Linked DNA regions of Sus scrofa: region 1 is linked to region 2. Evidence: chromatin contacts called from public HiChIP or PLAC-seq data. All regions are on one chromosome and are shown on one strand. Each heading gives the region's core, a stretch centred on a gene start, on an enhancer-like site or on the middle of the called end of the contact. The rest is flanking DNA. Distances are from core to core; before and after follow the strand shown.

What was found. HiChIP or PLAC-seq counts read pairs in DNA pulled down with a chosen protein or histone mark.
Region 1: a contact with region 2 is called in an H3K27ac HiChIP or PLAC-seq map of alveolar macrophages. The contact joins the promoter of MREG here to the enhancer-like site in region 2. A contact is called at or near these places in 1 of 5 promoter capture datasets (liver), 34 of 47 Hi-C or Micro-C datasets (adipocytes, alveolar macrophages, blood and 17 more) and 2 of 2 datasets of contacts at active chromatin or transcription factors (alveolar macrophages and skeletal muscle).

What each region holds. Positions count from the first base shown.
Region 1 is chr15:118,270,534-118,277,366 of Sscrofa11.1, forward strand. MREG (melanoregulin) reads right to left here and starts at 3,192. Exons shown (of 5, transcript XM_021074953.1): 1 at 2,685-3,192. The coding sequence starts at 2,779.
Region 2 is chr15:118,218,094-118,224,635 of Sscrofa11.1, forward strand. The region is part of intron 2 of MREG (melanoregulin); the gene reads right to left. Among named protein-coding and RNA genes, the nearest start is that of MREG, 52 kb to the right of the region's middle. Within about 2 kb of position 5,263, at least 41 of the 83 cell types and tissues checked have an H3K27ac peak or open chromatin away from gene starts, as enhancers often do. A contact at or near this core is called in alveolar macrophages, brain, epiblast stem cells and 7 more, where this site is marked.

The DNA.
Region 1 (6,833 bases), core at 1,942-4,441, 50 kb after region 2:
CAATAAAATTTATTTCAAAAAAATTTCAAACTAGACCTTCCATTGACTTGGACAGGAAAGAACATGCTAGTAACACACACACACACACACACACACACACACACACTGCTCCACTTGTCCTTTAATAGGCAGCTCCTCCCAAACATTATATTGAATAGTGTCAGAATGACACTTAACCACAAAAGGCCAGTCCACGCATATGCACATGCTCAGAAAACCAGCAACAATACTTAAAACATTTATTGAGTGTTTACTATGCATCAAGCCCTATACTGAGCACTTTACACGGATTAGTTCATTCCATTTCTCACTGCATCCCTTTGAGGTACATCCAATTATCACCCCCATTTTACAGATGAGGAAATTAAGGCATGAATATGTTTCATAACTTATGCTAGGTCATCCAGTTGGAATTTAACTCCAGGCAACCTGACTCATGTGCACTATTCTATTCTACCCAACTGTCTCTGTCTTCTTAAAATCCTTTGTAAAATTCCTTGACCCACAGTGTAAAGCAAGGAAGGAGAGGGTCAAGCTTTGGTTCGATTGGCTTGGATTGGATTTTTGTCTTTTGTCTTTTTTTTTTTTTTTTTGTCTTTTTGTCTCTTTGTTGTTGTTGTTGTTGTTGTTGTTATTGTTGCTATTTCTTGGGCCGCTCCCGCGGCATATGGAGGTTCCCAGGCTAGGGGTTGAATCGGAGCTGTAGCCACTGGCCTACGCCAGAGCCACAGCAACGCGGGATCTGAGCTGCGTCTGCAACCTACACCACAGCTCAGGGCAACGCCGGATCATTAACCCACTGAGCAAGGGCAGGGATCGAACCCGCAACCTCATGGTTCCTAGTCGGATTCGTTAACCACTGCACCACGACGGGAACTCCTGTCTTTTGTCTTTTTAGGGCCACACTCACAGCATATGGAAGTTCCCAAGTTAGGGGTTACAAGATTTTAAAACAACCAAAATTATAACCTCACGTGGCAAATCCAGGACAGAAAACTGGAAAGACCTGAGGCTCTGTGGCTGAAATCAAGCTGAGGATTATATTTCATGTTCTATGACTATCGACAATTTGAGTGTATGACTCAAGCATGAAATTCTAGATTATTACCCACTACTTTTAAGACTGGGAGTAGAATACTGGGTTTCTCCCTGCCCACAGCAATCTAATAATATAGTGGGAACAACACTGCAAGAGCAAACGAAAACACTGTGTATCTATCGTCTGTATGACTTTATACATCCACAACAAACACATTTGTGTTTACATACTTGAATGCTCCCTAAACAGGCAACAAGTTCAAAATCCTACATCATAAAAGAAAAAGACAAATAAGGGCAAAATGATCAAAGAAGACTGCCTGAGGGGATCTTGAGAACTAACACTGAGGAAGGGGCAGGAAGGATGAAGGTCACTACTTGAAGCAAACTTGGAGGGAATAAGAAGCTTGGATTGTTCCTCCAGCAATAAGAATGCCCGTCTGATTAAATCAATGGGTGTACAATGTGTAACGTACCGGAAAATAAGAGTGGACAGGCAAGAAGGGTTATGTAAGATCTCAAAAGTCAAGGGAAGTGTTCGAAAAAGCAAAAAAAATAGGTAAATCACGCTTTCAAGAAAGTTGTGAAAGTTTTTAGCATATCATTTGCATACTTCATAAGAAACTCGGGCTTCCACGTTTGCTGACCCAACCTGGAATCCTGCCTCATCTACTGTTTCCTCATTTCATTTTTTTTTTTTTTTTTGTCTTTTTGCTATTTCTTTGGGCGCTTCTGCAGCATATGGAGGTTCCCAGGCTAGGGGTCTAATTGGAGCTGTAGCCGCCAGCCTACCAGAGCCACAGCAACGTGGGATCCGAGCCGCGTCTGCAACCTACACCACAGCTCAAGGCAACGCCGGATCCTTAACCCACTGAGCAAGGGCAGGGACCGAACCTGCAACCTCATGGTTCCTAGTCGGATTCGTTAACCACTGCGCCACGACGGGAACTCCCTCATTTCATTTTAAATAGTTTGCTTCTGTCATATCTACCTCCAAGGCATGACCCAGTCAGAACCTTAATTTCAGCAGTTAAGATAGAAGATAATTGCTGTCCTGTCCCTTCACAAAGTCACTTAGCACCTTGCTAACAGTGCATCAAATCTGCTCACACTTCATAGCTTAATCTATAATGAATCATCAACATCCCAGTGAGTGACTAGGCTGTCCCTTGAGAAAAATAGGTATTTTTTAAAGTGAAAAATATTTCCTTGTGCTCAGTCGCTGAGATTGTCTTCTCTTAGTAATAAAATTTAAATGACAACGTATTCAAACAAATTCACAGTTGCCTATTTCACTGAAATATACCTACGAAACAGACAGTCATAGTTGTATTTAATGGGACTCCTATGCAAACTTCTCTCCCGTACTTCCCCGCCAGGGCACTGCACTCGAATTCTCGGCATTTTCCGCAGGCGTCCACTTGGGTCTCTGGTGCCTCTGAGCATCTGTGCTTTTAGCAAATATTTTGCCCAAGGAACAGACCCAAGAAGCAGGATCTCCTGTAAAGGACCAAGGGGCTTAGTCTGAGCCTCAGCGTGACCTTACAGCCTAGCTCCCCAGCTTAGACGATCACACGGGTACTCCCCACTCTGCGGCCCCAGTAGCCCCCAGGGAACCCCAGATCTCGGTCGGGGCGCGCACCTACCTGACCAGGGGCTCCTTCTCCGGCACGGCGGGCTCCTCCAGGCACCTGCACGGACAGCAGCAGCACACGGTCCTCAGCCAGTCGCTCAGCCCCATGGAGAACGAGGTGCCCCGCCGGCGCCAAGCGACTCCGAAGAAGCCGCGGTGGCGAGAGAGCGCGGCTGGGGCGCGGCCACCGGGCCGGCGTCCAGGTGCGGGGACAGTGGCGGCCCGGGCGTCGCGGGCCGGTCCGTGCGCATCACGCCGCGGCCGGGAACGCGGGTGAGGCCGGAGGCGCCTCCACGGCCCCGGGGTGGTAGGGCCGCGCGCTTTCTTCCACTTGGGTTTTCTTTGGCGCGCGTATTTGGTGTTTTTTTTTTCTCTCTCTCTCCCTCTCTCTAATTCCCCGGGCGCAAATTGGGACGCATGCGTCCCCGAGATGCTCCGCTGCTGCCCTCTAAGGAGGAAGCCGGGACTCCAGCCGCCAGAAGGCAAAATCCTAGGGCACGGGGGTTACAGGAGGGAGGGGGAAGCCCTAGAGTCACAGAGCACGAGGTTGAGCTGGATCTAATCATACGTTTTATTGGCTTCACTCCCGCAGGAAATAAAAGATCCTCCTTCCCGCCTCCCCCCTTTCAAAGCAGAGGTTAAGGCATATTTTTAACATGTCAGCCCCACTTAGTAAATTTAGCAGAAGAGTAAGGACAGACGCATTATAAAAGTGGGTTTTTAAAGCATTGCAGAAACAAGGATTTTTTTCAAAAGTCGTTTTCACGCTTCCCAGTCTTTGATTTATTCTAAGAAGGTAGCCTCCATCATTGTTTTTGCAATTTTCCAGAGCTATTTACATACGTATTTATTTACTTAGGCTTGTACAAACTTGTAAGTGCAGGTAGGCACTTGCAGCCCCAGCTCCTTTCACACAAACAGTGCTTTACTCCATACATCTCTGTTCCGGGCTCATTCCACTGTTTGCCATGGAAACTGTTCCACATGAATACATGTGGAACTTCCTCTATCATTTGAATCATTGTCTTTATGCAGTTATATGGATGCCCATATGCTATTTAACCAGACCCCTATGGATGGACAGACATTTAAATTCATTCCAGCCTTATACAATTAAAATAATTCTGCAATCAACATCCTTAAACTTTGCGTTTGAATAAATGTTTGGCCGTTGAATTGCCAGGTCTTAGGTAAGACATCTTTTTAAATTTTGGTGGATCTTGGCCAAATTGCCCTCCAAAGAGGAAATTCCAATTTCCACCCTGATCAGCGATATATGAAAGTATCTGTTTCCCCAGGCCCCACCAATATTATGGAATTTTCATTTCTGTCAAGCTTATTTATTCAGCAAATATTTATTGAACATCTATTATGTGCCAGGCCTGTTCTAGGCTCTGGGGATACAGCAATGAATAGAAAAAACAAAAATCCCTATCCTCTTGGAGCAAACATTCGAGTAGAGGAGTTAAACAAATGAAATAATACATTATCTGGTATGTGAAAAGGTGATACCTACTATGGAGAAAAATAAGGCAGGGTAGAGGGTAAGAAGCACTAGAAAGTTGTGTGTGTATGCGTGTGTGTGTGTGTGTGTGTGTGTGTGTTGTGTGAGCGCACACATCTGTGTACCGGGTTGGGGGGGAGGGTGGTGCCTGTAGTTTTATTTATTTATTTATTTATCTTTTTGACTTTTTAGGGCCGCACCCACGGCATATGGAGTTTCCCAGGCTAGGGGTCTAACTGGAGCTGTTGCTGCCAGCCTACGCCAGAGCCACCAGAGCCACAGCAACGCCAGATCTGAGCCGTGTCTGCGACCTACAGCAGCTCACGGCAACGCCAGATCCTTAACCTACTGAGCGAGGCCAGGGATCGAACCTCATGGTTCCTAGTCGGATTCGCTTCTGCTGTGCCACGATGGGAACTCCTACCTGCGGTTTTAAATGGGGGGCTCAGGGAAGGCCTCTCCATATAGTGAGACGGAATTGGGTATCAAGGGCTGTTTTAGGAAGAGACAAATGGAGGCCATTCTGACAACCCAGGTGACTGATGGTGATGATCTGGACCAGGGAGGAGGCAGGGAGACCTGGAAAGAAGTGCTTGGACTCTGAATGAAGCCAGAGCCAATAAGGCTTAGTTTGGAAGTAAAGTATAAAAGAAACGGAGTTCCAGGTTTGGTGCTTACAAGCTGTGAAAGATGAATTGGCATTGATGGCGACAGAGAAGGGTGTGGGAGCAGCTGGTTTGGAGGGGTAAGGAGGAAGGCAAGAGTTTATTTTCAGAAGTGTCAACTCCCATGGGCTGTGTGTTCATTTTAAAAGTGTGTTACTACACATAAGTTTTCCTGTTCTGGCTGCATTATGAGGCTGAAGGAGCTTATCCAGTGACTAGTCACTGAGAGGCTGGCTGCCGAGGGTTCAGGAGGGACAAAAGAAGGTCCCCAAGTGCTCCAGCTTAGCTGGGGAGACGGGACCCATCATGAAAAGTTGAGAGGATGTGACAGAGTACCAGCTGTCACCAGGCAACACAGGGCTGTGGCATCAAGCCAGCCCAGCACCGTGTCATTTATCACTGCAGCTGCGGCGGAATGGAGGCTGAGTGCTGTTCTTGACAGCAGACTTCCTGCTGACTGGACAGTCCCTTTAATGGAATGCACTCTACTCTGATATGGGATTTTTGGATTTAAGTTCACCCACCTAGGTTCAAGTTGAGCAGAGGAGGCTGCCAACAAGAAGATGAAAGCTAGGGTCTGATAGCTACTATTAACTATTGGAGTTGGGTTTGTTGAGAATGGGGAATGAGAGAAGCTCCAGGAAGATATAGGCGTTCTGCCCCTTTGCTAACCTTGATCTTTGACAAGTCACTTTATTTTTCTGAACTTTGATCTTCTAATCTGTGAAATGAAGATGATGAGCCCAGCTGTATCAGCTAGACACAGTTGTGAGACTCACATGAGTTTGATTAAAAATCACAAAGCTCAACAGAAAGAGTGGAATTCAACACAACCAACTAAATCCAACCAGTATAGTCTTGTTGAGCGAAGGTCAGTTCTAGTACTACTTGGCTTATGTATGGCAGCATTTCTTTTCACATTTGTACCTCTGCAACATGGGGGCATCTTTTATGAAGTCAGTTTCAGACAGGGTATTTCTGGAAAGCCAGAGAACCATGTCTATTTAAAAAACTTGATCAGGAGGTACTGCTCTGCTTTACTAAGGATCACATGCAGTGTTTGCCTGTTCTAACGACTATTCATACTTTCCTTTAAAATGAATTTTAGCAGCTAAAACCTATGAATGAGACATTCCTCTAAAAAATGAAGTGTCAGGAGTTCCCATCGTGGCGCAGTGGTTAACGAATCTGACTAGGAACCATGAGGTTGGGTTCGGTCCCTGCCCTTGCTTAGTGGGTTAACGGCGTTGCCACACTGTGAGCTATGGTGTAGGTTGCAGATGTGGCTCAGATCCTGCATTGCTGTGGCTCTGGCATAGGCTGGCAGCTACAGCTCCAATTAGACCCCTAGCCTGGGAACCTCCATACGCCGCGGGAGCGGCCCAAGAAATGGCAAGAAGACCAAAAAAAAAAAAAAAAAAAAAAGTATTAAAAAAAAAATAAATGAAGTGTCACAGTTAAATTTCCCTCCAACCATGTCCATAGTCCTGTCTCCATTCAGCTTTCTCAGAGTAACATTATTATCATGCTACAAACCTTTTTCTGGACACAAATATACATACATGCCCTGTGATGCCTACATCACATCATTGTGTACATTGCCATTTTTAGCAGTGAGTTTGGGTTTACCCTAAAAGGCACACATTCATCTATCTATCTGCAAGCTTTTTCCACTTAATTGCATATCTTGGAGATCTTTCCTTTTTTTTTTTTTTTTTTTTTTTTGTCTTTTCGTCTTTTTAGGGCTGCACCCAAGGCATATGGAGGTTCCCAGGCTAGGGGTCCAATCGGACGGTCACCAGCCTATATACCAGAGCCACAGCAATGTGGGATCCAAGCCGCTTCTGCAACCTATACCACAGCTCACGGCAACACCAGATCCTTAACCCACTGAGCGAGGCCAGGGATCGAACCTGCAGTCCTCATGAATGCTAGTCAGGTGCGCCAACCACTGAGCCACGATGGGAACTCCGAGCTCTCCTTTTAAGGAGGT
Region 2 (6,542 bases), core at 4,013-6,512:
TGGTATTTTAAAATATTCCTTTATTGGTTCTCATATACAGCAAGAGTTGAGTTTACTGGCTTAAGCCAGTCAGTGTCTACTCTTAAAGCTGAGAATGTAATTGGAGTTCCCATTGTGGCACAGTGGTTAACGAATCCGACTAGGAACCATGAGGCTGCGGTTCGATCCCTGGCCTTGCTCAGTGGGTTAAGGATCTGGCGTTGCCATGAGCTGTGGTGTAGGTCGAGACTCTGCTCGGATCTGGCATTGCTATGGCTCTGGCATAGGCCAGCAGCTACAGTTCGACTTGACCCCTAGCTGGAAACCTCCATATGCCATAGGAGCGGCCCTAGAAAAGACAAAAAGACAAAAAAAAAAAAAAAAAAAAAAAAAGCTGAGAATCTAACTGTTCTCCAATGGAAAATCAGGGCTTGACAGATTGATGAGAAAAGGGGAGAACCGATGTTGGGAGGCAAACATCAAGCATCTGCTGCCCCAGAGTCCATATTATACTTTTCTTTTTTGCTCCCAGAACCCAGCTTTTGTTTGGGGCCCCAATACGCCAGCCCCAGCAACATGGATGAACCAAGACATTATATAGTAAGTGAAGTTAGTCAATGAAAGACAATATCATATGCTATCACTCACATGTGGACTCTAAAAAAAGGATACAAGTGAATTTATTTCAGAACAGAAACAGACTTGCCGACTTTGAAAAACTTATAGTTACCAAAGGGGACAGGGATGGGATGGGCTGGGGGTTTGGGACTGGTACATGCGCACTGAGGTATATGGAATGACTGGCCAATAGGGACCTGCTTTATAGCACGGAGAACTCCACCCAGTATTCTGTGATAATCTATGTGGGAAAAGAATCTGAAAGAGAATGGATGTGTGTACATGGATAACTGAAACACTTTGTTGTACAGCAGAAATTATCACAACATTGTAAATCAACTATACTTCAATAAAACTTTAAAAAAATGAAAGAAAAAAGAAAACTTCCCTATCACTTTACTACACAGAGAAGAGCCAGCTAAAGGAGTTCCCTGGCGGCTCAGAGAGTTAAGAATCTAACATTGTCACTGCAGTGGCTCACAGTGCTGCTGTGGCTCGGGGTCCATCCCTGGCCAGGGAATTTCTGCAGGCTTCAGGCACTGCCAAAAAGATGAAGGAGAAGAGGCTGAGGAAGAACCAGCTTAAAAAGAAGCTAATACTCAGAAGAGGATAAAGAGGATGAAAAAATCACAGACAGATAAAGCCTAAGGCTCTGAAGTCAGTCCTGCTTCTGGAACTCTGTTATTTAAACTGATTAGACCCTGGTTTAGACGACTGGAGTTCTCATTCTGGTCCTTGCATCTGAAAGATTCATGTTACAAAGCCCATTCATTGAGTACATAAACAAAAAGGTAACTATAAATGCTACACAAAATATTAGTCTCATATTTTCCTATGCTAGCCCCTGGGGGAAATGTTCAGCATAGAGACCTACTTAGCTGGGAATGGATACAGCTTACAGAGTATGCAGTGTTAATGGCTCTGCGTGGGTCCCAATCTTTCTGTTCCTTGGAGTGACTTAGGCAATGGCACAGAACAGCAGTCCTTTTCTGCACCCAGGCATTGCTTTATGGTCCCTCCCCTGATTCTATCCATCAGAGCAGAGCTTCTCAATTCTTGCAAGACTGTTGTTATATAACAGGGGAGAGGAGATGGGATACATCTCATTGGCAAATTTCTTCCAAAACTCTGGAGGAAAGGGATCTAACTATCATTCACTTAACCACTGAATTCCCTTAATTGCAAAGACAGGTTGAACCCTTTTTCTGGATCTAATGATCAGTTCAGAGTTAACTTTTGATTCGCAATAACTTTCAGCCAAAATCTATTCACCACCTGGAATCCAAGCACTAAGATAATCTTGTCCTTTGTCTTTCTTGGGTGGGAAAGCCATCATCAGAGGAAGATGCTCGTACCCAAAATCTGCTTCATCTCCTTCACTGCATACCCCAAGACCAGATAATCGCACACTGAACTTTAAGAAATGGTCTTTATTATATTTGATCTGCATAAAAATCCAGCCAAGAAGGTCTTTCCCAAAATTTACATGAATGATGTAACTTCTCCAGGCTCAACTGCCAGCAGCTGTCAAGCCAAAATTCAAATCTAAGGGCATCTAATTCCAAAGACTATATATGCTTTAAAAAGAAATAGAAAGGATTAACTACTTATTGTTGCTTCCTCAACCCAGCTTCTTTCTTCTTATACATTTATTGTTTGTTTATTTGTGTTAGGTAATACAGTCACATAATTCACAATTCAAAAAGCACTAAAGACTATCCCTCAGCCACAGTGTCCTTCCTACAAGTAATGTTACCCATTTCCTCTGTACCCTCCCATTTTTTCCCCCATAAATGGCAGCATACTATATCCTGTACTTTTCACTTCATACATTTTAGCAATCATCCTGTACTATAAGGTTCCGGATCCTCCTTTAACTTGACTTTTTGACCATCTGGCATAGACAGAAACAAAACTGTAATATATGTATTTCATTGAAAATGGTTCCCTAAAAAATTACAGTAGTTTCCTAAACATGCCTAAAAGTAGAAAATGCCCTAAGACTCTCTGCCTCTTAGTCATTCCTTCTAACATCACCATCAAAAAGTACCAAGTACCCACATGAATCACACACTATACACATCCCTTTGGGAATTTCCACTTCAACTCAACACCGACATCCAAAGAAGACACAATTGTGGCTATAATAACACTGTACTATATAAATTAAACATCTAAATCAGGGACTACAAAGTGGAGAGGCGCCAAATACTTTTAGTGGAAAGTGACAACTTTTGGTAAAATGAATTCTTTGAACATTGTAACTGTTCTCTCTTTCCTTTCAGCTTTCACCAATGCCTATCATCTTATGCTACTTTCTACTTAAAATGAAGACAGATTCTCTAAAAGACAGACAAATCATATGGACTGCTTCTCCAATTAATTTTCTTGTATTTTATAGATAGTGGGAAATATCAGATAAGAGAAAGACATGTAATGCTAGGGCGGTCTGGGGGGGTATATTTGGACTTTTAACAAGTCTTTAACAGAATCTCTCATGTTTGCTTTTCCCAGAGAAAGGTGAAATGGGTAATGCAGGCTGGGGTAGTTTTGCAGCTACTGAAGAATACTCAAAACTGTTCATGTCAGCCTGGAGGAAGATTTTTAGAATGCAGGATAGGGCTTGGTTTCTGGGTCATCATTTTCATCAGTGACTTCATAAGGTCAAAGGTCAAAAGTAGCAGAGATAGCTAATATATGGAACATGAGAATCAAGGTTCAAAACATATAACAAATAAGTCCTATGAAGTAAAATCCATAGGTCAAAATGTAATAGCAGCCGTTCACTGAAAGACACGTCCTTGCATCTGGTCCTTTGGCCGTACTGATTTTTTTCAACCTAAGAGTTGACTATTTTTACTTATTCTAATAACATGAACTAATAACAAATAAGTTCATTTATTCCTTATTCCATTAAAACTAACAGGATGGTTAGTGGAAGCTATAAGAAAGAAGGTCAATGTTAGAAGGAACTTTCTATCCAGAATGAAGGTTTTGTAAGATGATGAGCTCTCCATCACTGAAGTCTACGTTAGAATTTCTATACTTTAGTAGAACTATTTTATGTACTTTACAATTTCTAAAAATATAATTACTACAGGCTCTTAAAACCAGTGTCACCTGGCAAAATCCAAAAAGGATTTGAAGGCATTTACAAAAAAGAAAATAGAAACAGAGACAGATAGTAGACAGACAGAAAATTTACTGAGCACATACTACTTCCCAGGTACTACTCTAAGCTCTTTATGGGCATCTACTCAGTTAGTTTTCATAACATGATGTGTCATCTATGAGATGCTGTTATTATAACATCTTAAGAATGAGGAAACGAGGCTCAGGGAGGTGAAGTACTTGTCCAAGTGTGCACACCTGCAACTTAGGAGCTGGGATTTCGGACCCAGGCAGGTGGTTGTAGGGCAACACACTTAGCCAGTGTCCACACTGCCTCTGCAATCAGGACTGGAGGGGGTGCATGAGCAAGGGAGGAAGGCAAGAGGAAGCAGAGGACATAAGAGGAGATAATTAGAAAAGAGAGCAACCTGAAGAAGGAACTATGAAAGCGCAGTTGAAATCGTGGGAGGAAAGAGGACTTTTCAAGAGGCAAAGCATTGCCAGGCTCCAGCCAAGAGAGCGGACAACTTCAAGAATGACTCCTTGAGGGTTAACTCCCTGGGACGTTGCCCTCTGGTCCTCCTTTGGGGACTTCAGTTCTGTCTCCCCTCCTCTGAGTAGGTGGAAGGACCTCACCCCTCTCCCTCTTTCCCCACCCCTTCCCCTCCATGCCCTCAGGTCCATGTCCTGTCTCTGTGGAGGGAGACAAAGGCACAAGAGTTTGCTTCAAGATGCAGAGGTGTGGAGTTCCCATGGGGCTCAGGGGTAACGAATCCCAACTAGTACCCGCAAGGATGTGGGTTCAATCCCTGGCCTTATTCAGTGGGCTAATAATCCTGCGTTGCCATAAACTGTGCTGTAGGTCACAGATGCCACCTGGATCTGCTGTTGCTGTGGCTGTAACTATAGGCCGGCAGCTGCAGCTCTGATTCCACCCCTAGCCTGGGAGCTTCCATATGCCTCTGGTGTGGCCTTAAAAACAAACAAACAAAAAAAAAAAAAAGATGCAGAGGGGGAGGGGAGAGCAGGGAGGGACAGAAGCTGCCAGGATCTGAGATTCTGAGGATTGAGAAAAAAGGGTCAGTGTTTTGGAGGAGGTTGTGCTTGTGTGCAAAACAAGAGAGCTGTGAGACTGCCCGTACTTTTCTGAAACTAGGCTTCAGGCTGGAGAAACACCCTGGGTTTCCTGGACTTACCTCTGCCGCCTCCTCTGCTCCTCCCCACCTCTCATTTCAGAAGGGAGCTGGCCAGATGACAGGGTCACAAGGACGCCTCACTCAGAAACCCTGCCCAGGCCTCTCCAGGCTCACGGGGCAAACCGCAGTTTCGCTTGCTCACATGATGGGTTTCCCCCTCCCAGAGCTAATCAATCCGCCGGCACTGGGGAACGAGCACCCCAAAGCTCGAACCTCTCTGCCAATTTCGAGAGAGGAAGGGCTTTGCGGGGAGCTAGCTCCGTCTCCTTGAGACGACAGGTGGTTTCACTGCCACAGCGGCCGCTGAGCCCTCCCCCGTGGCCCCACTACTTCCTCAAGCTCCTCTTCATTCTCCGCCCTCCCTTCTCCGCCAGGCTCCACAGCGGGCCCTCCGCCTGCTGCTCTCACTTCCCCCTCCACCCCTTAGGCACCCGCCCCCCGCAATCAGCCCTCAGATCTGCTTCCCACGGAAAGCGCTCAAGGACTTCCCCCACCTTCCCCATCTCGCTAGTGACCGATGAGCGGGGTCTCCTAGTTCTCTCCTAAAGCCCTGACTCCCAATAGCCTCCCTTTCTCGCAACCCCTCCCAGAGGCTCCTGGAAAAAGGGAAAAAGAATGAACGTCCACCAGGTGCCCCCTCGGGACACTCATTGGGGGTGGGGTTGACATCAGTGTCCCCAGGCTGCAGAGGAAAGGGGTGCCCAGCATCTTGCCTGGAGTCAGCCAGTGGGAGGTCTGGGATCTGATGCCCCTAGGTGCCTCCTCCAGCTAAAATCCCTCACTCTCCTCCTTCCTCTGCAGGATCCTCATCCTCCTCTGCCTCTTCTTTTCTTGCAGTTCTTTCCCAAGGCCCTGTATTGGGTCTTCTCATCTCCACCTCCCTAGATATTTTCCTCTAAAACCGCAGCTTCTGTGGTCTCTACTTCCCCACCAGTAACTCCCAAGCCTCTTTCTGTTGCCCTGACCCCAAGCCTCAGCTCCAGGTCCTGCCATTTCCACCTTTCCGCCGGATGCCTCCACATGGATGGGCTGCTGACCCAGCCACCTGACTGGATGAGACGGAGCCCAATCTGACTCCCGCAAGCCGGCACTGCCCTCTGACAGCTGCCAACATGGTGGCCATCTGCTACCCACTCCCCTTCCATCCCACCTTCCGAATCCAAATCAGTCTCCCACTCCTGTGGATTCTGCCTCTGTCACAAGATTCCCCTCTTCTCTGTCCCTACTGCCTCAGCCTTAAGTGGCCTGAACAGTTGCAATCATGGTTCCTCTGCTTCCAGAAGCCGACTCCTCCAGTCTCCTCCCCACCTTGTGAAGGTCACATTGGGTCACTCTTCTCCTAGGGAATTCTAGTGATGCCCTGTGCTTACTGACAACAAGTTTCAACCCCAGACAGGCTCTCCACCTGCTCAAAGGGGCACCCTCTGCCCCTTTGAGCAGGTTCACTCCGCCCTCATCCCGGCCATGAAGCCAAGTCACTCTGCAAGGCTCAGCTCAAATGTCACCACCTTGAGAAGCCTTCGCCTTTCTTAATTGAAAGTAACTGCTGCTTCTTTTGAAATCCCTAAGTTCCTTTACGGGAACTACTGTAGAGTTATTTCCTGTTGTGACAGTGTTACACAGGGATTTGTAGTGTTT